Linked DNA regions of Ovis aries: region 1 is linked to region 2. A link is a contact called in public Hi-C data. All regions are on one chromosome and are shown on one strand. The core of a region is the stretch at or near the end of the contact, and the rest is flanking DNA. Distances in the headings are between cores, read along the strand shown.

Region 1 (5,402 bases), core at 1,999-4,498, 340 kb before region 2:
AGTCGCTCAGTCGTGTCCGACTCTTCGCGACCCCATGGACTGCAGCCCACCGGGGTCCTCCATCCATGGGATTTTCCAGGCAAGAGTGCTGGAGTGGGGTGCCACTGCCTTCTCTGAAAAATATCTCCATATAGCATCAAATAATCGCTGGGAGTCAAAACCAACCCCAGTTGAAAACCTCTGTTCTAAAATGTAGACAAGTTGCTGAAACTGCTCCTGCTTACTGATCTCCATACTGTGAAACTAACAGACATTTCATGTCCCTCACCGTTCACTTCTTTATTGAAACTTTTCCTCATTGGTGCTGTTTGTTACATGTTTATCACTTTCTTTCTGGCCCACGCATAGCCTTGTGGGACTCTTTTTAATTTTTCAGCTCTTAAAATGTCAGGCTTCTCTGTCTCGTCTCACTTCTACTCTGTGTGGCCTCATCAGAACTATTCTGGCTGTCACACTCTGTGTGAATGAGTCCAGATCTCTGTCTTCAGCCCAGACCTCTCTCCTAAGCTTCAAACAGCTTATTGGAATCTCCACTTTGGGTAAATTCAACTTGCCCAACATAGGAAGTAATACTTTCCTTTCTCTCAATCTCCTCCCTTATCCTAACCAGTTGAAAGGTCCAGACCCCAAAGTTGGGTTTTTCAAGCCTGTGTCTCTTTCTTGAATGGTGCCACCACCCAAGCATTCACCATAAATCTGGAAGTCTCTGAGATTCCCCTCCTTCACCTTCTAGAACCACATAGTTATTCATTCTTCTTATTGTTTCTGTCCCTTCCTGCTCATTTCTACTACCCGCACCCCTTTTTACCTGCAATTCTGACTGGTCTTTGCTCCTCTCCTCTTGGCCTTCTCTGTCTGTCCTCTACTTGCCTTATAGAATGGTGTCTTTAATCAAATCTGATTATTTCTCCTCTGATTGATACCCTTTAACAGCTTCTCATGGTTTGAAATATAAAATAGTTAAAATTCCTTTTCCTAGCAAAAATCTTACTTAATACATTTCTGTCTACTTTGCTTCCCTTATCTCCTGAGACGTTCCTTGCAGGATACATTCAGTAGATCTTAGTAGAGAATTTGTTTCACGATGTTTCAACTAGAGGATTCTGTAGCTTAGTATTGCTAATCTTTCTGTGGGCAATGCCCTATTTGCTTTATGTAACTGTCTTATTAATGTTGCAAAATTTAAAGGTTACCTTCTCTTGGTTTGACTACAGTATTCTGTCTTTGTGTTCTCAGAGCGTGAGTGTGTCATCCTATACCTTCCACGTTATATTCTAAATAGTGGGCTTGCTTTCTGGGTCTTCTCAAATACTTCAAGTAAAACAGTGGTCATGTATCTAGTACTCACAATGCTCAGCACAATGTCTAGCACATAGTAAGTACTTGATAAATATTTGTTATACAAATGAATAATACCAAATATACGAAAGACCTGAACTGGTACAGAGTACAGAGAGGAATGGGTGGATTTTCAATATTTGAAATGTTTCATTGGCAGAATTGGAAGTACTTACTGCCTGATTAGAGGTAGGGAGTGAGGAACAGAGAGTTATCAAATATGACCATTATGTTCCTCATTAGATAACTTGGTCCTATTGAAAGAGACAGTGAAACCTGAGATGGATGAGATTTAAACACTATATATGTACATTCATTTATTTATTTTGGACAAGATGCATTAGAATTGCCTGTGAGACATAACCAGTAAACAGCCATATGGGTCTGGATCCCAGTTAGCACTGTGCAACAGAAGTATCACATAAGTTACTAACATAGTTTAAAATTTTTAACCTGCTTTTGATTTTTAAAACTTGAGGTATAATTGACATTTTCTTTCTTTTCTCCCCGACCTTCCTTTCTTTTTGGAGACAGATTTACAAAGTTCAAATCAATTAGACACCTGCTATTTTCATCACCGAATTTTTTTTTTTTTAATTTTCAAAAATCACTGCAGATGGTGACTGCAGCCTCCTTGGAAGAAAAGCTTTGACCAACCTAGACAGCATATTTAAAAACAGAGACATTACTTTGCCAACAAAGGTCCATCTAGTCAAAGCTATGGTTTTTCTAATACTCATGTATGGATGTGAGAGTTGTACCATAAAGAAAGCTGAGTGCGAAGAATTGATGCTTTTGAATTGTAGTGTCGGAGAAGACTTGAGAGTTCCTTGGACTGCACGGAGATCAAACCAGTCAATCCTAAAAGAAATCAGTCCTGAATATTCATTGGAAGGACTGATGCTGAAACTGCAATACTTTTGCTACCTGATGCAAAGAACTGACTCATTGGAAAAGACCCTGATGCTGGGAAAGATTGAAGGCAGGAGAAGGGGATGACAGAGGATGAGATTGTTGGATGGCATCACCTACTTGATGGACATGAGTTTGAGCAAGCTCCAGGAGTTGGTGATGGGCAGGGAAGCTGGGCATGCTGCAGTCCATGGGGTCACAGGGTTGGACTTGACTGAGTGACTGAACTGAATGGATTCTTTTTCCATATAGGTTATTACAGAATATTGAGTAGAGTTCCCTATGCTATTCAGTAGGTTCTTGTTGGTTATCCATTTTACAGATAGTGCTGTGTACATGTCAACCCCAAACGCCCCATCTATCCCTATTCCCAACCCCTTCCCCAAACCTCTAAGTTCACTCACTGGAATTTGAAAGGAAGTTTTACTGATTCCAAGGCCTACATCCCTTTTGCCTACAGCCTATTAATGCAAGTAATGAAGCATCTGTTGTCTCCTGATTTTTATAAAATAAGAAAACGTATATGATTGTACAGTTAGTTCCCAGGATATCTATTACCATTTTTTATCTGATTTTGAAAGCAAATTCACCTCAACGGTGATGATCTCATTGGTAAGGATGATTTGAGTACCATTTGCTGTGACAGACTAAACCATGGCGTTTTTGTTCATTACCTTAAGTATAGTTATTAATTCTGTGGTTGTAACTTTCAGTTATGAAAAAAATCAACCAAGATGTAGTCAATATTTTGTTTAATACTGAACGCATTTCAAAAATGAACATAAAACGAGCTTTAGGACTTCGTTAGGTTTCGGCAACAGACTGATAAGGCGAGTACAAAGGGGGAGGGCCAGCGAAGAGGGAGCCGGACGGTGAGAAACAGGCATCTGAGCAAGCGCAGAAACAAACAGATGTTAATGGAGGATTGAAGGCTACTGCGCTCTCACTTTGCGAACTGTCGTAAAGCTTTGAGTGTCGTGCTTCCTCGGTAGAGGAGGGATTGGTTAGGCGGCGGCGACTGGAGAGCAGCAGCAGTGGCGGCGACGGTGGCGAGGTGTTCGGTCTGCGCAGCATAGAAACGCCCGCAGTTTCGGGGAACGAGTTCCCGTGGGACCAAATTAGGCATTCTGACCCTAAGCCGGGTCAGCTGGGCCGAACCAGGCGCTGCCGCTGGTACAGTTTTGGTGGCGGTGACAGACGCTGCTCTTGACCGTAGGGGCCTCTTAGGCCAACATCTGAGGCGCAGATCACTGGCTCTCGACGCATCCTCTTCCCCGCTCACATCTCCTGTCTTCCTTCCTGGGCCAGCGATTCCCAGAGCCTGGGAAGAGGGTGGCTAATGATTCAGGTGAGGGGGCCGGGGGGAGGGGATCGATTGGAGGCCGCGCGTGCGCGCAACGGGGGAGGGGCCGGGCTGGAGGGGAGAAAGAGGAAGGGCTGCGGCCGCGGAAGGCTGGGGTCGGCGGCCGGCCGGTTACTGCTGGCTCCGTTGTGGCTTAGGGTCGAGGTTTCCGCGGAAGATTTAATTGTGTTTGACAGAGCGTTCGTCTACAGACACACCCACCCTCCTCAGTAAAGGACGGTGGGTGAGGGGATTTCTTTCCCCTTTTTGACTCTCTAGAGTCTTAGGACAGGGGCTGAGGACTGAGGCGTGGGAGTGCGATTTGACAATGGAGTGATGAAGGTAACCCGCACCCGGGGAGTTGGAGGGCGCTAAGGCAGCCCTGACGGTTAGGGAGTTGCCTCCTTCTGTGATCAAGGAAACGTAGACCGCAGAACAGCAGAAATACAGACGCGTCAGATTTTGTAAAGAGTTGGTTGGCTGGCCATTAAAAAAGCTTAATATTTTTATTATTATCATTATTTTTTTTTTACAGAGTTTATCAGAGCCGGTAGCAATGTTGTTGTGGAAATATTTGTGCTGCAGAAATGAGGTTTGTCACATAGTTCTTAAATAGGTTAGAGTAGATCTTTACAGATAACTTAACTCAGGTCTAAGTTTTAACATTTAAAAAAATACCAGGAAGTATAGGGTGTTCGTTTAATTTGTTCGTGTTTGTAGTGTGGGGTGACTCCATTGTATTGCATGCTTTCCTGTTTCTTGATTTATGTGCAGGATGAATTTAGAGCTCTCTGGGGAGATAAGATGCCAGCTGACATAGATTTCATTTTATAGTTCATAACGCTTTTTGTACCTGACTTAATCCAAACTTTATTTCATTTGGTGTTTTATGTTTAATTTTCTTGTTTTAGGGATCTCTTTAACCAAAAAGCACAGACTGGGAAAAAGATAACTAAGGTTCCATTTCCTTTCCCATTTCTGTTTTTTTTTTTTTTTTTGTCATTGCTTTCAAATGTTAGTATGTGATTTGGATATCACATACAAGTTTTAAAATACTGATTTCACTAGAGTGAAAGTCTACATTTTGATACTTTGTTACTGTATGTTTTTGGTAAAAATTTTCATGTCAGTGTAAGCAGTTATTTTTCATTTCAAACAATAGCGTTTAGTTGTGTTTATGAGACAGAACAAGTAGAACCCTTTCACTCGGAAAAGAATCTTAATTATTTTTTAATGCCTTGCTTTGTTTTACTCTCGTCCATCTCTTGTCATTTTAACCTTGGACAAATGACATCTCTCCTGTGCATTTATTTGCCTCTACAATTCCTACTAGTATTCTAAGAACTGACAAGGGTATTTATGAATAGGTCTGAATAATATTGTAGGGAAACTAGGAAGAGTAGAGCCTCTTCTTGTTTATCAGGGTTGCTGTATCTTATGTGTATGGATCTTTCTGTCACTTTCCCCCTTAGTGTCTTTCGGTCACTTGCATGTTAGTTCTTCACTGGAGTTGGTTTTTGAAGAAAGATAAAGTAAGAAATAATTTCGTTTTGAATGCATCATAGTGGAAGTTTCACCTTCACAGGTTTCACATCAGTACTCAATTTCTGCAAGTAGTTGAAAAATAACTATACTGATCTTTAATATAAGAAGTCAACAATTTACTTGTTTAAAATGAAGGAATAATCAGCAGATATTTCTAAATAGTTATTTTCAGTTTAAAATGTAAACTGGAATAGAAACTTGATTGAATCAAACCAGTTAGTTTTTTTCAGACGTTTATTGTATTATTTTGTCAAAAAGGGGTTTC
Region 2 (4,925 bases), core at 1,859-4,358:
AGAAAAAAAAGAAACAAATTTGCTATTGCCTGGTACTGTTCTTGGTTCTCCAAAGATGGAGAAAAGTGTCCCAAAGTCCAGGAGGAAGATATGAGGTAAACTGTAAGCTGTATACTTTGTTCATGAGTCAGAGAATGGCACTCTCCCTGTGAATCACAACTGAGTGAGTCTTGGGTACAGGTGGAGAGCCTTCCTAATGTGCTACCAGATTTCCTAAGATATCTGAGAGAGAGGGAGAGAGGGAGAAAATCCACAGTACAGGTGCCAAGCTCCTGGTCAATTATACTCTCCCTAACACAGAGCCACACCCACTGGAGGCAATGTCTTCTCTTCCTGTTCTAAGCAGCTGAGGGATGCAGCTGGGCAGACAGATGTGAAACACAAATCAATGCCTCATTTAGCTGGAAGGGGGTCTAACATAAATAGTAAACATAATAGCTAAAGTTTCTCACTATTGAAGCTGCCTATGCTCTGTTCTAAGGCAACTTCACAAATCTAGTGCACAGACTTAATTTTGCAAACCAGTGAAGAAATGATTCATTTCATTTTTGCCAAATTATTCTAGATCCAGTAGATGGAGTGACTGATGGCACAGCTCCTATTTCAGGACAGCCAGCTGTTCCAACTTTTCCGTCAGGGTATCGTGGCCTCAGCAACCGTATCTGATGCACTGATAGTCTCCTGGCACCCTATAGTACTGCCATCTGTGCTGTTGCCAGGGAACGCATCAATAGGTAAGTCAGACCCCATCCTTGTCGACTGACACCCTACACACTCTGGAAACAACTCTTCCTTAGAGCATGTTTCTTCTGCATCCACTTCACCATCCACCTACTTCAACAGCAATGGACTGAATTGAGCGACGAGTCTCCAAGGTCCCTAGAAAAGGCATCCCACAGTAGGTGACTCAGACAGTAAAGAATCCACCTGCAATGCAGGTTCCGTCCCTGGGTCCGGAAGATGCCTTCAAGAAGGGAATGGTTGGCTGCTCACTCCAGTATTCCTGCCTGGAGAATTCCACGGACATAGGAGCCTGGCAAGTGGGCTACGGTCCATGGGGTCACAAAGAGTGGGACACAGTTGAGTGACTAAACACACACACACAGTACTTTTTAGCCTCTACAGCATGAAAAATGAGTCAACAAGGTAAAGTTAATTTTCTCAAGGTACCACTCAACTATTTAAATTCAGTAAGATTCTTCAAGCTCTTGACATAAAACACATTGATTTTTCTTTTTTTGGAAATATTTAACCATGGAAAATAATTATAGCAATTCTAAAGTACTTAAATTTAAGTAGCCAATTAGGCTGTGGCCCAGTTTAGGTATCTCCACCCTAATACACAGTTTAAGTAACTGGTTCTCTATAAAGGTTCCAAAAATAATGTGGGGTGGGCTGACTTCTTAAATCCTAAAACTGAAAGGGAAATTTTATTTACAGATTAAGTACCCTCTTAGGTAGAAACAAGGGTGACATAACTTTGGACTAAGTGAAAACAAAACAAAACAAAAAGCTTTGGTCAAGGGTGCCCCTTTAAAGATTTTTGTGTGGTTGCTTTTAATCATTCTTTTGAATAAACACAGCACTGGATCAAGTGCTCCTTTTAGTTGTAAGTTTCTATGTGCCTTTGCTAATTTCCCCCAGCTCCTGCAGGATAGAGATTTTTAAATTAGTGCTGCACGGGTTATCATTTTTACTTAGCGCCACTTTCACAGTCACTTAAAAAAAAAAAAAAACAACAACAACAGAAGAGGACCAGCGGAGTCCTAAGTCAGATTAGTTGAAAAGAAGCAAGTGTGGAAACTATGAAGCCTTGGGGTAAAACTTCCCCCCTCCCCTCCGCTGATGGACTGCCAATCTCTTCAAAATAGAGCCCTTGCTTTTGTGCTTTGGAAAGAAAAGTACACACCACGCCAAACCCCAAGGGCTGTGGCTAAGGTTATGGGGGGCGGGGTAGTCCAGGCGGGACATTGTGGGGTAGAGGAAAAGTCAGAAACGAGTCAGAAAAAGAGCCAGCCACTTCCATCAATTTCCCAAGTACCGAAGGAAAAAGAACAAAAAACTCGACTTCCTCCTCTGCGAACCGTCTGCTGTACACCCGAAAAGTGCCAGCCACCTCGCACTTGGAGAAAAGGGAGGGTGGTGTTTACTCGGCCTTTTTGGTGCCAAGACCCTCCCGGCCGGCGCGGCTCTCAGCTGCCCGGGGCACCCTCGCCCGCAGCCGCCTGCCCACCGCCAGGTGCTCGCCCTACCTGGCGCCCGGCTGCCTTTGTGCGGCCGCGTCGCCCCCGCCGGCGCGCGGATGCCAGCGGGACAACTGCGGCGCTGCCGGGCGGCCGGGGAGGAGCGGGGTCCGTGGCGCCGGTGCTGCGGGCGGCCGCTCCTACCTTCCCAGCCGGGAGAAAGCGATGCCCATCCCCTCCCGGGGAGCCGTGCCCCTGAACTTGGATCTCCCCGGCTTCCGACAGCTGGCAGCCATAGCCAACCGGCCTCGAAAAGTTTGGCGACGCCGAAAGCGACTTGAAAGAAAGTTTTCCTTGGCCCCCCACTCCCTCTCCCCGAGCCCGGGTGGAGGAAAAGCGGCAGGAAATCAGGACTCGCGACGTGCCGGCTCCGGCGTCCACCTTCTCCTCTCCCGGCCTCGGCAGCGCGCCCAAGGTGGGTGCCCCGCGCCCGGGCTTCCCGCCCCATCCCCGGGTCCGGCGTCCCGGGACGCCGCGCGGCCAACTCACCATGGTGACTCGCGCCGCGATCGCGCCTCTGGCGTGTCCCGCTGCCGGGGAGCTGGGGCTGGAACGCAGTCTCCTGGGCGAACTTCAGAAGTTGGTTCCCTTCGCCAAAAACAGGCTCTCGACAACCCAAGGACTCACAAGAACCAATGGGAACCCTGGGGGGACTCCATCCAGGCGGGATCGGCGGCGGTAGGTGAAGGCGAGCAGGAGGCTGCTTAGCAGGCGGGGCGCATACTGCGGAGGACCAGGGTCCACCCAGACCCAGCGCTCGCCGCCCCGCCTAGGTGAGTGCAATGCTCTCCGCGCGTCCCACGAGCTGCCCTGCCTTGCTCCTCTTTCTTCGGCCACTTACTCCGTACTCCTCTGGCTGAGCCTCGACTCGGGCAGGGCAATCTGTCCATAAATGGAGAATTCAGCTCTGGCCTGACCAATCAGGGTTTGTTTTTACAGCGTCACTCCTCAGGGAAACCGTAGTAGCCAACAAGCTTGTAGCTGTTGGAGTTTCCAAAGCCCTCTGGATCCTGTAGTCCTCCTCCACGCCAGCCTCCAGAAAGCGCTGCTGACCTGGCTCGCTCCCTCTTGCAATCCCTGAACTGGTAAGAAGAAAACCACTCTGTGAAAGAGAAGTAAACTGGAAAACTTTTTTTTTTAACGCCAAAGTTAGAGTAAGTGTAGCTGAAGTGTATGTTTTTCCCATAGCTTCTTTTTTTTTTTTTTTTAAGAAGAAGGAAATATTTTATCAGCATAAAAGATCAGAGTCATGGCAGCAGCCCAAAGGAAATCCTTTTTCTTTCCAACGTCTGGATTGTGAGGAAAGTCAAAAATATCGTTGCCCCCACCCTTTCTTTCACCTGAATTTCCTTGGAAAACAAAGGAAGGCTTTTTAAGGGGGAGGAGAGGAAGGGGCGTTTTTGATGGCGAAGAAATTGCACGTGCACTAAGCCCAAGGACAGGGGAGAGAGGCGTGGGAAGGACGCCCACCCAATCTCAGTCGGCACAGATCTGCTGATGACAATTTGAGTTACAATCAAGCATCGGGTGGGCAGTGAGGAGACGATTGGGGTGGGGGGGAAAGCAGAATCCTGAAATAAATTAGAGCAGCTGATGTTTTCAGGGTTCAGAAGTAAACATGCTGGGTCATAACAAGATAGTCCTCTCTGGATCTATGGTAGGTAAGATTTGAAAACTTCCGGGCGCAGAAAAACTACCAAGCATAATGATTCACTGTGATTTGCTTTATGAACTTTGGGGGTAACCCTTCACTTGAATAAAGGATCCTCGAGTCGGAAGGGATGTTAAAAATCCTCTTGTCTGGAATGGGTAAACAAAATGTAGTATATCCACAGAATAGAATATTATCCAGCTGTTAAAAAGGAAGTACTAACAACGTGCTGCTACAACATGAACCTTGACAATATTAAGTGAAAGCATCCAGGAAAAAAGACGCCATGTTATATGATTCCATTTATATGAAATTAGAAAATCCACAGAGGCAGAAATCGATAACATTGATTTCCAGGGACTGGGGAGAGAGGTGAAATGAAGTGAAAGTCGCTCAGTCCTGTGTGGGAATAATTGCTAATAGTTCTGTGTTTCCTTATTGGTGAAAATATTCTGGAGATGGTAGTACAACTTTGTGAATATACTACAATACAAACCACTGAATCGTGCATTTTAAAAGGGTGAACCTTATAGTATGTGAATTATATCTCTGTCTTAAAAATTGAAAGATCATGTTGACCAAATTCTTGTCCTCATCTACACAGGAAGGCAAATAGATGTAATTGAATGACCTAATCATGGCCACTATGAATATAGTGGTCTCTGACTTCATCAAGCTTACAATTTTAAAGGGAGGGAGACAAAAGATAAATTTTAAAACAATAAATAATTACAGGAAAGATACAACTATAAGAAGAAGTAAAAGTAGTTTTGTACACGGAAGTACCATATTTGAAGCTATAGGTTAGATAGTTGATCTGAAAGCATTCCGTAGCACAGACTGGACAGGAAACCCTCGAGGCATCTGTTGAGCACTCATTAGGTCCGTACAGGTGTGATCATAGGCTAAGTATATTCGGATGTGATTCATTATTCTCAGGTAAATCCATGTCTCAGGGGCATGTCAGCTTCAAAATATGAGCAAGTATCTTAAAAACTAATGAACAGGGTATAGTAATTCAAAGAGAAAAA

Evidence for each region. Hi-C and Micro-C count contacts between places; a contact is called where the count stands out from the background.
Region 1: a Hi-C map of tail adipose tissue shows a contact between it and region 2, with 5 times the contacts expected there. The contact joins the promoter of RNF111 here to the promoter of MYO1E in region 2. A contact is called at or near these places in 3 of 16 Hi-C or Micro-C datasets (hypothalamus and tail adipose tissue).

What each region holds. Positions count from the first base shown.
Region 1 is chr7:49,460,182-49,465,583 of ARS-UI_Ramb_v3.0, reverse strand. RNF111 (ring finger protein 111) reads left to right here and starts at 3,248. Exons shown (of 15, transcript XM_060417856.1): 1 at 3,248-3,598; 2 at 4,128-4,184. The coding sequence starts at 4,180.
Region 2 is chr7:49,116,872-49,121,796 of ARS-UI_Ramb_v3.0, reverse strand. It overlaps MYO1E (myosin IE), which reads right to left and starts at 3,108. Exons shown (of 28, transcript XM_004010559.5): 1 at 2,733-3,108. The coding sequence starts at 2,735.